Regions from separate parts of the Mus musculus genome. Here region 2 is linked to region 1. Evidence: chromatin contacts called from public HiCAR-type data. All regions are on one chromosome and are shown on one strand. The core of a region is the stretch at or near the end of the contact, and the rest is flanking DNA. Distances in the headings are between cores, read along the strand shown.

Region 1 (6,628 bases), core at 1,557-4,056:
TCCATAATGAGATCTGACGCCCTTTTCTGGAGTGTCTGAAGACAGCTATAGTGTATTTACATATAATGAATAAATAAATCTTTTTAAAAAAAGGAATCCATGATTCTATGTAATGGGGTCTTAGGCTGTTTCTTGGAGATCAACCATAATAGTGATGGCAGTGGGCTGGGGGAGAGTCTCTTCAGCAGTCACCGCTATCCAGAGCAGGTTCTGATGTGGACACAAATGTTTACTGAACCCCACTCTCCCATGGTGGGGGAGGGAGTACAAGGAGATAAAACCTTTTCTTTAGAACTGTTCTCTTGCCAGGCGTGGTGGCACATGCCTTTAGTCCCAGCACTAGGGAGGCAGAGGCAGGCGGATTTCTGAGTTCGAGGCCAGCCTGGTCTACAGAGTGAGTTCCAGGACAGCCAGGGCTACACAGAGAAACCCTGTCTCGAAAAAACAAACAAACAAACAAAAATAGAACTGTTCTCTTAAGATGGATGGACTCCCACCAGAACAGTACAAGGAGACCTTATTTTCTCCCTATCCCAGCTCTGCCTCCTTCCTTGTCCTCTGCCCTCGCTCCCCCACAGCCAGTAGCTTCCCTGGCACAGACAGTTGCCATGTCTTTGTGTTTCTAGGCCCTCACACACAGCTCCTCCTGGATGGCCACTCTCTGCTCCGCTGATGCCTCCTGACTTCCAAAGTCATAGATAGCGCCTGCGTGGGGCCTAGCTCAGATTGACTCGGGGATGTCCACAGAATTGCCTGTTAGGGTCTCTCGAACCCCTATCCGTGGATAAAGGTGCCTTCATGGCACTACACTCAACAAGAATAACGTGGTAAAACTAAGAAAATTTAGAAGAAGCGAAAGAAGCTCTTAGAGATTCGGCTTCTGCTCAGACTCTCCCTCTGGCTCCCACATGACTCCTCGGCAGACTTTTAGGTCCCATTGCCGCTCCTACCTTCCCATAGGTCCCAAACTGGTCACACCCCCTAACGGAGCTCCATTTTTCATTTTACCTAACCGCACCTCCTCAAATGCATTCGGATTTTCTGTCCAGTGCCCCAAGGTTTTACACCAGGGAGTGGAGATACAAACAAGGGTCCCTAACCGCACAGCACTTGCAGGCTGCCCTCTTGTCCCGTGCCCACACACAGTCAAGGGGTTCACCTGACACTCCCGGGGTTCACCTTCACTCTCAGAGGACAAGGTCCTCACCAGCTCTCTCCAGAAGACCACGGGAGCCCCAGCTCTGCCAGGCTTCCCTGATTGTAACACTTACTTTGTGAGAGCTCTCAAGAGACCCCTAAGTTGACCACACACACCCTCCAAGTCTCCTGCCTGCGTCCTTCTTCCAACTCCTAAGCTGCTTCAGGGAAGACAGAATGTGTTGCTTTCGACTCCTGTTCCCCAGTGAAGAACCTTTCTAAACTAAACTGTGGGAAAAAAAAAAAAAAGGTTTTTAACTGGGTCTATTAATGAATCAGTCTACTTACTGATAAATAGTGAAGCCAGTCTACTGATAAACAGTAAAACAAGAGCTGTGCTATGCTAACAGAGCTGGGTTTGCTATGTGAAAAAGTTTCTTGTTTTTATTTTTTGTTTTTGGGGACCGGGTCTCCTGTGGCGTTGGCCTCCAACGTACTTTAACCCAGGAAAAAAAATTTTAACTCACATTCTTTTTGCTTTCTGATATTTTCTGATGTTTCTGTAATAAGTACGGTTTGCTTTTGCAATGAAGAATGCTAAGGAAACTTCCTGCAGGGGTGAGGAAGAGAAAACTGTAAAGGATATTGAGAAGGGCCTCTTCACCCTGTTGAAAAAATCAAGAAAGAATTTAGAGAGTCACAGAGCAGGACGTGGTGGCCTGAACCGCTCTGGCAGGAGGACTGGAGTTGAAGATAGCCTGAGCTACATAAGCAAATTCCGGGTCAGTAGGTCTACAAACGGCTAAATCCTACTTCAAAAGAAATGAAATCGCTGGGCGTATTGGCACATCCCAGCAGAGGCAGACAGATCTTTATGAGTTCAAGGCCAGCCTGGTTTACACAGGGCGTTCCAAGCCAGATAGGACAGCATAGTAAGACTCTGTCTCAAAATAATAATAGATTTAAATAAAAAAAATAATAAAGCACAATAGAATTTTCACAAGGAGGCAGGGCGGCCAGCATACACCCCTGCAGGCATGGAGGCGCAGCAGAGTAGGGGTGTGGCATCAGGTGTGGCAGGGAATGAACGGAGTAAATACAGGATGAAGAAGGGTTTCAACTCAAGTCTCTGAACGTAGAAAGTTTCTGAGCAAAGTAGAACTGCTCAGATTAGCACCTAGAACATTCTAGCGGCCACCGTGCTCAACTAAGTGCGTTCAGTCCAGAAAGGTTTACAAGGAGGTGTCAGAGAGAACGCAAGCCAGGCAAATAGGGGCTCGCAGACTTGCCTCGGGAATCTGAAAAGGTTCTTAAGATTACATGGCCCTTGGGGGTCTTCCAACGTGAGCTCTTATGCAGAGCCCAGGATGAACTAGGATGAACGGGAAAGGCGAGGCCGGCACTTAACTCCCCGTAAAAGAAGTCGGGTACGGAGGTCCGGAAAGACCCCGAGACGGTGGGAAGAAGGAAGATGGAGGGAAAGAGGATCTTAGAAACCAGACGGCAAAAGTTAGGTGCAGAGAGAGCTCTGCACTGAGGGTGAAACCGAAGTCCCAGAACCTGGGTCTGGGGAGGGGATTAGAGCATGGGCGGGGCAGGTGGGCCGGGGGGCGGGGTCGGCATCCCTCCGCACATGCGCATAGCAGCTGGCCGAGCGCCGTAAGGAGTGGCACTTTTTAAAAGTGGAGCCTCAGGCCAGCCCCTAGCCGCAGCGTGTCTCAGTCGGTTGTCGAGTCCCTTCTGTCCCAGTCGTTCGTGCCTCTTGTCCCACGCAACTCCAGCTTGTACCATGCCGGTCAAAGGAGGTAGCAAGTGCATCAAATACCTGCTCTTCGGATTTAACTTCATCTTCTGGGTGAGTGAGAGGCGACTGTCGGCGCGCTCCTCTCCGAGGCCACCTGTTCTCAGGCCCGAGACGGCGTCCGGGGCGGAGAGTGTCCCGGCGGCCGAGAGCGCCGGGAGCCGCTGGTACTGCGCGCGCCAGGCGGACTCCGGGCGAGTAGAGAAAGGCGCAGCGGCTGCCAGCTGGCCAGGCGGGACTGGCAGGTGGGCGGGAGGAGCAAGTGGGTGGGAGAGCCGAGGGTCCTGGTGGCTCCGGCTGTGCACTTCGCTCCCGGGTCCTTCTACCGCCGAGTATTTGAGATGGGCTCTGTGCCTGCTCCCACCCGGAGCACCCCCGAGTGTGAGAGAGGAGTGAGGGAGGAGCGGAGCAACCTTTTCGAGTAACTCGATGCCCTCCCCGGCCCGCAAGGCTCCTTGCCAGCAGGGCAGTCGAGCGTCTCCCACTTCGGTGGTCCCACAAGTGACAAGGGGTGCTACGGAGGGAGAGGAAGTGGGTGTGGGGAGTCTTCCCTGCACCTGGAGGTCGGACATTCCTTGTTTAGGACCTGAACTCTCAACTGAAAACGTCCATGCCTCTCTCTAAGCTACCTGAAAGACTAGATTGTCTTGATTCTTTTTCAAGAGCGATAACTATCTTGGCTGTAGAGAACTCTGGGAGAGTTAAGAGAAAAGAAGGCGGGGAAGGTGCCTATTGGCGCCTCTAGATGGGATAAATCCGGTGTTTCTGCATTTCCCAGGTAATCAGGTACTGCGGGCTTGAAGCCTCGCTCTAAAAATGTCCAGGTGGGGCCAAGGGGAATGGCCGTTCACCTGCAGAGGGTCCAGAGGCAGGTGCTAGTAGACTCTACAGATGGGCCTCTGGGTAGGGCAACAAGAGAGTGTCCACTCTCCCAAAACTCAGGGACAGAAGCAAGGAAATACACGGAAGACCCTTTTGTCCTGATTCTGAGAGGGCACACTCCCAAACACAAATGGACGGAATTTGCTCCCAGGCAATCAGGAAAGAGCTTAACTAGGCAACTCCTGTGCCACCAGAGACTTTGAACAACAACAACTAAAAAGTCCACTATTCCCTTTGGAGCTGGCCACCGGGATGCTCACCATCTTCCAGCAACTGTAAGGTTTAATACTCTCCAGGGTTGCTTGGAAGTGTTGCACAACCTGCAGAGACTGCCCTGGGTTTCTAGGAGCCACCACACCCATACAACTTAAGAGGATGTCAGAGGACATTCCCTGCTTGTGTTTCCCCAGTTCTGCAGACAGGCAGCCAGCTCCCAGGCTTGGCTTGGTCCACTCATCAGCTTGAGCGCTTTGTTACAAAACAAAGTCTGAAGGCAGCTGGCCCCACCCAACCCCGCCCTGTCCTTTGGGGAGTTTTCCTCCCTCTACCTTTTAGTCTCTTCCCTGCTAGTCTGTCGGTCAGTCCCCAGACGCCTGCATAGATGGTGTGAAAGTTTGGTGCTAAGGGGAAACCACATAGTTGCCTACATCTCCCATCTGCCCCCCATGGCATATGTATGTAAGGGGCTGAGAGGAGGTGCCCATGGCCACCCTATGTCTTCTCATTCTGTTGCCTGCTGGCCTACAGTCTGCCCATCTTGTCTCCTGCTGCCACTTCCGCTCCTATCCAGAACCCTGACAAGTTGCTGCTGGCTGACTCTGCCTCCTGAAGCAGGACAGTCTCACTCTAGAAGGGTTTGACTTTGGGGTTGGGAACTGCATTGGAGATTATGCACCAGCTGGAGGTGCTAGCTCTCGTGTCCACCGTGAGGAACCAGGGTGCCCAAGATCGCAAGCCGAGTTAGTACTGTAACCTCTGGGCCCCTTGTTTGCTCTCTTTACTCTCCTGTCTCTTACCATTAGGGAGGTGGGCGGTTTACTATGTTAATTATTGTTACCTGCCCTACCCTGGGCTCTAATAGGGACAGTCCTGTTACAATCTCTGTGCTAAGTATTTTACAGTCTCCAAAGGCCTCCCCAAGCTCCATGATATAACCAGAGAAAGAAACATTATTCCCATTTTGACCAGAAATCTTGCCCATGATAGGTTAAGTGCTAAAGGCAGGGTCAAGTGATAGGGTATTATCAAGTGAGGTAGTTAGTATTGGGCAGGAGCAAAGGAAGGCTGAGAGGAAACTCCTCAAAATATCTTTTACTACAGGCGGTGATCTCTCTCGGGGGAACCCTTGGGATCATTATGATGTCACCTCTTCAATCTCTTGAGACCAGTGATTTATGAACTTGACATTTGGTGCCTGGTGTGGGCTTTGGAAAGCAGAGGCCACCTTTGTCTGTAGAGGATACTGAGCGGCTGGATGGCAGGAATCCAAAGAGAAGCCAGCCTCTCGTAGTCGCCCTGGGACAGTGGAAGAGAGGGAGGACCGGCAAAGGGGAATCTGTCTTTCTCCTAGGCCCGAGCATGTCCCCTGTGGGACATGCTCTGTGACAGCTGAGCCTGCCCAGCCTGCCTTTCTGAAGTTGGGTGTCTCCTGCCCACAACCAAGCCAGCAATCGGTCTGTTTTCCGACAACCTCAGAGCCAGACCTCACAAGCCTATTTTGGTGGTTCCCAAATTTCTCTCAGATCTCCATGTCTATCCCTCCACTCCCTCCAAAAGAGAAAGAAAAGAATTGAGAAAGAAAACATCTTCCTAATGTCTGAATGGCAGGTGATTAGAAGTGTTTCAGGCTATAATGTGGTGGCCAGCCTTGAGCCGGGCCTGGAATGTGCCTCTCCCATTCGTTGTTTGTTTGTTTGTTTGTTGAAGGCTTTGTTATACAGCCAACTGGCCTTGATCCTGTTGCCTCTGTCTGGCCTTTCCCCATCCCGCACACCCATTCCCCCAGATCCCACATAGCGAAGTCTTTTATGGTTTTTAGCCTCGGCAAAGGAAAGCCCAGATTGAGAGAGCCAGCCAGATCCTGCTTCCATGCACTCTGACCCTCTGTTTCTGCTCCTTCCCCATCCGGAAGGATGGAAGTAACAGAGGGATCTCCTCCACCTCCAGAGATGACATCACCTTCACGGAAGCAGCTTGGAAATGTAGGCAGAGAGCTGACCCAGGCTTCAGAGCCTGGCGGAGGGCGGATTACTTGGGAACCACAGGCAGCTCACTTTCCTGATCCGCACCGAAGTTTCCTCATCACAAAACCCATGACTTGACGCAAAAGGTCTCAAAGGTCCATTCAAGATCAGCCTATAGAACGAGCCCCGGCCACCACACACCATTGCCCCACCTCTCCTCTGGTTAATAAGACTTCCCGGCAAGCCACGTAACAGAGGTGTAGGAGTCTGGAAATCACGGTGGATAGTGAGACTTGTTCCCTGGCTTTTACCTGCGAGTATAAACCTGTTTCTTGGATCTTCCCTGTTCCTTTTACCTTCCCTCACTCTTGGCGGGGGGGGGGGGGGGGGTCTCCTTTTCTTCTGGTTCTTTGGTAAGTGCTCCATTGCCTTGGCCTTTTTTTTTTTTAATATTTATTTATTATATGTAAGTACACTGTAGCTGTCTTCAGACACTCCAGAAGAGGGCGTCAGATCTCCTTAAGGATGGTTGTGAGCCACCATGTGGTTGCTGGGATTTGAACTCAGGACCTTTGGAAGAGCAGTTGGTGGTGCTCTTAACCACTGAGCCATCTCTCCAGCCCCG
Region 2 (6,628 bases), core at 2,183-4,682, 2.9 Mb before region 1:
ATTTACCTATTGATGCCTCCCAAAAAGAGACGCAGACAGTCCCAGAAAGCCCAGCTGCTGTTTCACCAACAGCCACTGGAGGGCCCCAAACACCACTATGAATCTTGCCAGCAGCCCATTACCCACACTGTTCAGGTGCCCAGCAAGCCCATTGATCAGAGCACCGTCACTTCCTGGGTAGGTCCTGGCAATTCTTTGACCTTTACTGTGTTAGGGTTTTCAGAATACTGACTCTGAATCCTTTTGGAGCAGGGCCAGGGAAATAGTTACTGTTCCTGACTGTGGTATTGTCTTAGATATCCTCTTTTCTTCCTTCACACCAAAATATGCATTATATGGTATTGGAGTCTCCTCTGCCAGGTTCCCCTGAAGAGTTCTGATTGAACACTTAACTACCCAGTAGCGGGGTGAAGAAGCAAGAAAGGTGACCAACATGAAAGATTATTTCTTGCATTTTATATGACAAGTACTAGGTATTCTATGAGTTACTGAACCTTAGTGGAGAAAACTCCTTCCACAATGTCATGCTAATCCATGCAAATCCAGCACTGGGAGGCTGCAGCAGAAGGATCTCCAGGTAAAGGCCAGCCTGGTCTTCATGGTGAAACTGTCTACAAAAGAAATCCGTAAGCATTGAGTGAATAAACACGGGCATTAGATCCCAACAGTCACTTCCATGGGGCTGCCGTTCATTATTCACTGAAGACCTTCCTGCCAGGCCCTCCCTCAGCCAGGCGTTGTTGACAGTCAGTCTGTCCCTGCCCTCCTGAGGATCCTTCCGACCTGTTCTCAGGAAGTTTAAGGACGGGGAGTTAAACAAGCTATAGCAGTGTAGTGGTGATGAGAGAGGCCTTGTCTCCTCTCTTCCTCGGGCGCACCCTGAAGGGCAGAGCGATTGGATAGCTGGCCCAGGTCTCTTGCCTTCTTGTCATACCACATAGCTGGATGGGTGTCTGTCCTGTATTGTAGCGAGTCCTCACAATTCTGGACAAAAATAAAGGATCAGACACATTTACTCTAGCTGCTTTGCAGCTGGCTCGCCACCACCACCATCCTTTTTTTTTTTTTTTTTTTTTTTTTTATGCACAGGTGTCACCCCAGTTTGATAGAGCAGCGGAAAGCCGGTTTCTGATACACCGGAAGCCTCACCGAGACCAGGCAAGGCGCCCAACTCGGAGATCTACCTGCAAGTTTCCACGTCTAACCTTTGAGAGTCCACAGTCTTCCAGTTCAGAGACGTTGTTGCTATCCAACCGAGTGCAGCCCCAGAACTCAGAAAAGGACCCACCCAGAAGGCCTTTAGTGCCATTGTTCAGTCCCCAGAGCTGTGGAGAACTGTCAGTGCATGTACCTCACAGTTTACCTCATGTGTTCGCACCCCCTGACATCCAGACCCCAGACTCTTCTGTAAGAGACGATCCCATTTCCCCAGACCAGAAGGAAAACAGTTTTCCAAGCTGCATCCTTGGCCCTGGGACTCCCAGCAGCCCAGAGCCGGGGCCTGTTCTGGTCAAGGACACCCCTGAGGAGAAGTATGGGATTAAGGTCACGTGGAGACGCAGAAGGCACCTGTTTGCCTACCTTAAGGAGAAGGGGAAGCTGGATGGAAGCCAGTTCCTTGTGAAGATCTGACAGGACCGCAGAGCTTCAGTTCTTCCCGGAGCTGCTGTGGGGAGGTTTCGCAAGTCATCCTGGTTTGAAAGGATGAAAGGGGACGAACAGCAATAGGAAGACCACTTAGCCAGAGTCGGAGTTCGGTTTCTAGGGTTCCGCCTCGCACCAGGAACCGTTGAATTTAGTGTCATGAACTGTTGGTATTTTTCTCACATTAACTGTTTAGACCTCTGACGTTTCTTGTACTGTTCACAGCGTTTGTAAATAAATGGCTGCCGAGTTTTTAGAGAACCCAGCCGTTGTCAGTAATGCAGCCTCGTGCCCATCTATAAAAGGTCTATGCTTATTAGTCTTCTGCCTCGAACTAATTCATCTCACGCTGTTGGTACCGAGTGTGAGGCTCAGCGACTGGAGAAAATCAAGAGAGAGCTCTGGTTTTTAATGGTTGACAGCCTTGGCTCAAAGGGTCCCAAGCCAGGCCTGTGTTGGTGAATACGATGGGGTCAGAGAGCTAGGGGACGGATGAGTACTTTAGGTTTGTGTTTTGAGATGTGTTTACAGTGGAAGAAATATGACGCTATCACATGTGGTGGAGAAATGGATTCCTATCAGTAACTTATCCTATGTGTACATAAAGTGGAAGCTCACACTCTAGTGTGGGTAGTGTGGATGTGCCTGTCTCAGTGGTCCTCTTACTCATTCAAATAGCATCTCTTTCAACCCTACTCATTTAGCACTAGCCCTTTCTAGACCAAGCAGAGCTTATGAGTGAAGATTTGTAGCACACACACACACACACACACAAAGGAGCAATCCAGAGTCCCACAGGGAGAGGGGCTAAGTGAGTGCAATGCTTTCCTAGCCTATGTGTGCAGGTATCATATTCCCTAGTTTTCAAAAATTAATTTCTGGGACCTGGAGAGGTGGCTCAGCAGTTATGAGCCCTGGATGCCCGGAGGCGCGAGTTCTATTCCCAGCACCCACATGGTGACTCACAACCATCTGTAACTCCAGTTCCGGGGTATCTGACAGCCTTGGGCACCAGGGATGCATATGATATGCAGACATACACATAGGTGAAACATACACATAATAGCCTAGGGCACGATGGCACATGCCTTTAATTCTAGCACTAGGGTGACAGAGGCAGTAGGATCTCAGAGTTCCAGACCAACCGAGGATAGTATAGTGAAATCCTGTCTCAAAATAAATACATTATTTTTTAAGTGAATTTTTGGATTCAACATCAGTGTGACTTTGGCCTTACTAATTAAGTTTATATGCTATAGTTCTGGTCATAAAGTCCTATAGGGACCAAAGCCACAAAGGCATTGATGGCTGGAGGCATGATTTACTGCAGAGAGGACAGCTTAGCTGCTACCCTCACTAAATAAGGACATTTGCTGAAGGTCCCCAGGTAGGGATCCCTCAGTCGGGCTTTGGGCAAAGGCTGGTTTGGGAGGCTGAAGGCCTCGGCTATCCCAGAGTCGGTGGTCAGATGCTGAGGCTTCAGGTGATAAAGAGTAGAAAACCCAAGGCAGCAGCCTGGATGTTCTCGGTGCCACAGAGGGGTGCTGGGGATCGCTCTGTGGGGGCCAGTCCCGGAGCGGTGGAATGGAGCAGCAGACTCTTCCGACCCAACCCCGGGGGGCTGCTCCCGGATCTAGCGCACGCGCCTTCGCCTCCCGGTGCCTCCCGCCCCCTGGAAACCCTCCAGCATCATGGCTAACGCCATTTGCCAGTGAGAGGGGAGCGTAGGGCACTGGACCAATGGGCGTCGGCGACAGTGCGGGGTGTGGTTGTCAGGGGCGGGGCCCGATCTCCTCCATCCTCTCCAGCCGGGCGGCGGCGTCTCGGGGTCTGGACGCTGATGCCACCGGTCGGGCGGGTATGGAGGCGGCGCGCTGCGCACCCGGACCCCGCGGGGACAGGTCAGGCGGCGGTGGGGCGGGCTGGGGTCTCCAGGGTGGGCGGGCAAGAGCGGAGGCCAAGATCGGGTCCCCAGCTGAGCAGGCGCTTTGCACACCCCGCGTCGCCAGAGCGCTCTCGCGTCTCTTTCCTGGAATTTACCCCGAACCTGCTCACCCTACTCCCCAAGGGCCTCCGATTCCCTCATTTGCAATGCGCTGTGCATCCCGTGCCGCCAGCACTCTTGAGCCGCTCCCCTGGAGTTTACCCTGGACCAGCTCGCCCTGCTCCCCTGGGGTCTCGATTCCCTTACTTGCAATGCGTTCGCCCTCCCCCATGTCTTTCACGAGTAGGATCAGAACTGAGCTGGAAGGAGGGCACTCTTGGGAGTCGACGCGGAAGGTCGCGAGTGATGGTTAATTGGTTCCAAGGCCGTTGCATTTGGCAGTCATTGCGGAATTCTGGAACGAGTCCGAGAGCTGAAAATGCAAAACTGTTCTTTTCTTCTTTCTTCCTTCCCCTGAGTTCTAGCAGTTCTTTCAATCAGGACTTAGTTTAGACTGATCCGTACTCTTGCTCGTGCCCCTGGCTTTTCTACCAATACCCCTCTTTTTGCCTGGTTCACATGGTGAGCTTGGAAAGACAAACGGGCTGCAATCTCAGCCTGTTCATTTCTTGTCAGCTAGGCTAACGAAAAGTTAATGGGGGGCCGTGTGAAATCACTGGCTCAAAACTTTGGCATGGTGTGAGGATTAAAATCAAACACGCCAACTACATTCTTCCTTTACCATTCCATTACCACAGCGATAAAGGCTTGGCGTGTTAGGATTTGGTCTGACGTTTAAACTGGTTTTTAACTGATCCGAAACCATATTTTACAAAGTTATAAAGACGGAATAGCGACCCCCCCACCCCCCGTGGGTCCCATCCAGACTAGGCTTCCCTGAAACTTAATAATAAGTTAATAAGGAGGACTTTGAACATTTGCCCCCTACCTCTGCCTCCCAAGGCGTCACCTGTTTTAATCTTTCATCAACTAAATTCTATAAACATGATAGCTGCTCTCTGAAATTTGTTTACAACTTCTCCATTTTGGGAACCGAAGATCCATTTACAAGGGTAAGGTCGGGGTAGGAAAGTTAGAATTCAGCGTGTATCCGGTTGAAATCAAATGATATCGCGTTCAGTTGAGGGATTTAGTTGTTAACGAAATGATTTTTAGAGAAGTAAATTTCTTAGGGATGTGATTTTATTTTTATTTTATTTTTTGAGATAGGTCTTATGAAGCAAGACTGAAACTCGATATTCAAACCAGGTTAGCCTCAAACTCATACAGACCCATCTGACTCTGCCTTCCATGACTCATGATTTTAGGGAACAAGGACTTGACTTTGAAACTGGGACCAGCTGGCAGGTTTTTGTTTTGTTTTGTTTTCATCTCCTGGACTTGAAGCTTTAAGCTTTAATGCCTCCTCCCCCACCTTTTCTTCCAAAGAAAGAAATCGACTCTTTAATTTCCAGTTGATTGACAGGAAAGGAGCCCGTGGGAGCCCCTAGTTTCTCCTGCCCTAGGAAGAGCATGCAGGTTTGTTGCTAAAAGCCAGTGACTGCCTTGCTTTTGGGGTAGTCATTAAGAGTGTTTTGAGAGAGACTTCGAGACTGACTTGACTGAAAGTCAGTATAATCCAGTGGTCCAGGCTAGCCACAAACTCAAAATCTTCCCTGCCTGAGCCTCCCAAGTGTCTCCTGTAGGCATGTATCACCAAACCTGGGTGGACTTGTGTGCTAGGTGTCTTCTCTCTCCCCCTCTCTCTTTGTCTCTCCCCCGCTCTCTCTTAAATTTGAAATTTTCTTTACATTCTGACCAGAGTTCTCCCTCCTCCTCTCCTCCTCCCAGTATTCCCCCCCCCCATCCACTCCTCCCTTTCTCTCCTCCCATGGATGCCAACCAGCCATGGCATATCGAGTTGCATTAAGACTAGGCACCTCCTCTACTTTTAAGGCTGGAGGAGGCATCCCAAGAGGAAGAAAGGATCCCTAAATCAGGTAACAAGAGTCAGACCCAGGGGGCTGGTGAGATGGCTCAGTGGTTAAGAGCACTGACTGCTCTTCTGAAGGTCCTGAGTTCAAATCCCAGCAACCACATGGTGGCTCACAACCATCCGTAACGAGATATGACTCCCTCTTCTGGTGTGTCTTTAGACAGCTACAGGGTACTCACATATAATAAATAAATAATAAAAAAATTAAAAAAAAAAGAGTCAGACCCAGCCCCTGCTCCCACTGTTAAGTAGACCAAGATACACAACTGTAACATGTGCAGCGAGCCTAGGTTGGTCCCGTGCAGGTTCCCTGGTTGGGGGTTCATTCTCTGTGAGCCCCTATGAACCTAGGTTAGTTGATTCTGTTGGTTTTCTTGTGGTGTTCTTGACCTCTCTGGCTTCTTCAATCCTTCCTCTCTTCCACAGGATCCCCTAAGCTCCACCTAATGTTTGGCTGTGGTCTCTGCATCTGTTTCCATCAGTTGCTAGGTGAAGCCTCTCTGATGGTGGTTATGCTAGGCACCTGTCTGCAAGTACAGCAAACAGAATGTCATTAACAGTTTCAGGGGTGATCTCTCTTTCATTGCCTGGGTCTCAAGCTGGACCAGTCATTGCTTGTCCATTCCCTCTCCCTCTGCTCCATCTTTACCCCTGCACAATCTACAGGCAGGACAAATTGGAGGGCGAAGGTTTTGTGGCTGGGTTGGTGTGCCTGTGCCTCCACTGGAAGTCTTGCCTGGTTACAGGAGATGCCCAGTTCAGGCTCCATATCCCCACTGCTAGGAGTCTTAGCTAGGGTCACCATCGTAGATTCCTGGGAGTTTCCATTACACTAGGTTTCTAGCTCATCCCAGAGAAGCCTCCCCATTCCTGATTCTGGTTGTCTCTCCCAGTACTCTCTCCCTCAGTCCCTCCCCCCCACGTGATCCTTCCTATTCCTATCCCCACCCCTCCATTGAGAACCCTTCCACTCCTGCACCCCACCCCAAATAAAGTTGCTATGAACTTAGTTGAGCTATGTTCATACCTTGTGGTATGGTGGAGCATCTTTTTGATATATACTC

What was found. HiCAR-type assays count read pairs that join an accessible place to other places.
Region 2: a HiCAR-type map of astrocytes shows a contact between it and region 1, with 2.3 times the contacts expected there. The contact joins the promoter of Tulp3 here to the promoter of Cd9 in region 1. A contact is called at or near these places in 1 of 39 promoter capture datasets (liver) and 1 of 115 datasets of contacts at active chromatin or transcription factors (astrocytes).

The regions. Positions count from the first base shown.
Region 1 is chr6:125,490,938-125,497,565 of GRCm38.p6, reverse strand. It overlaps Cd9 (CD9 antigen), which reads left to right and starts at 2,806. Exons shown (of 8, transcript NM_007657.4): 1 at 2,806-2,992. The coding sequence starts at 2,927. Gm26728 (a long non-coding RNA gene) reads right to left here and starts at 4,133. Exons shown (of 6, transcript XR_869432.2): 1 at 4,081-4,133; 2 at 1,665-1,802.
Region 2 is chr6:128,352,655-128,359,282 of GRCm38.p6, reverse strand. Tulp3 (tubby-like protein 3) reads left to right here and starts at 3,432. Exons shown (of 11, transcript NM_011657.2): 1 at 3,432-3,545. The coding sequence starts at 3,505. Rhno1 (RAD9-HUS1-RAD1 interacting nuclear orphan 1) reads left to right here. Exons shown (of 3, transcript NM_001326585.1): 2 at 1-177; 3 at 1,090-2,283. The coding sequence starts at 13. The coding sequence ends at 1,632.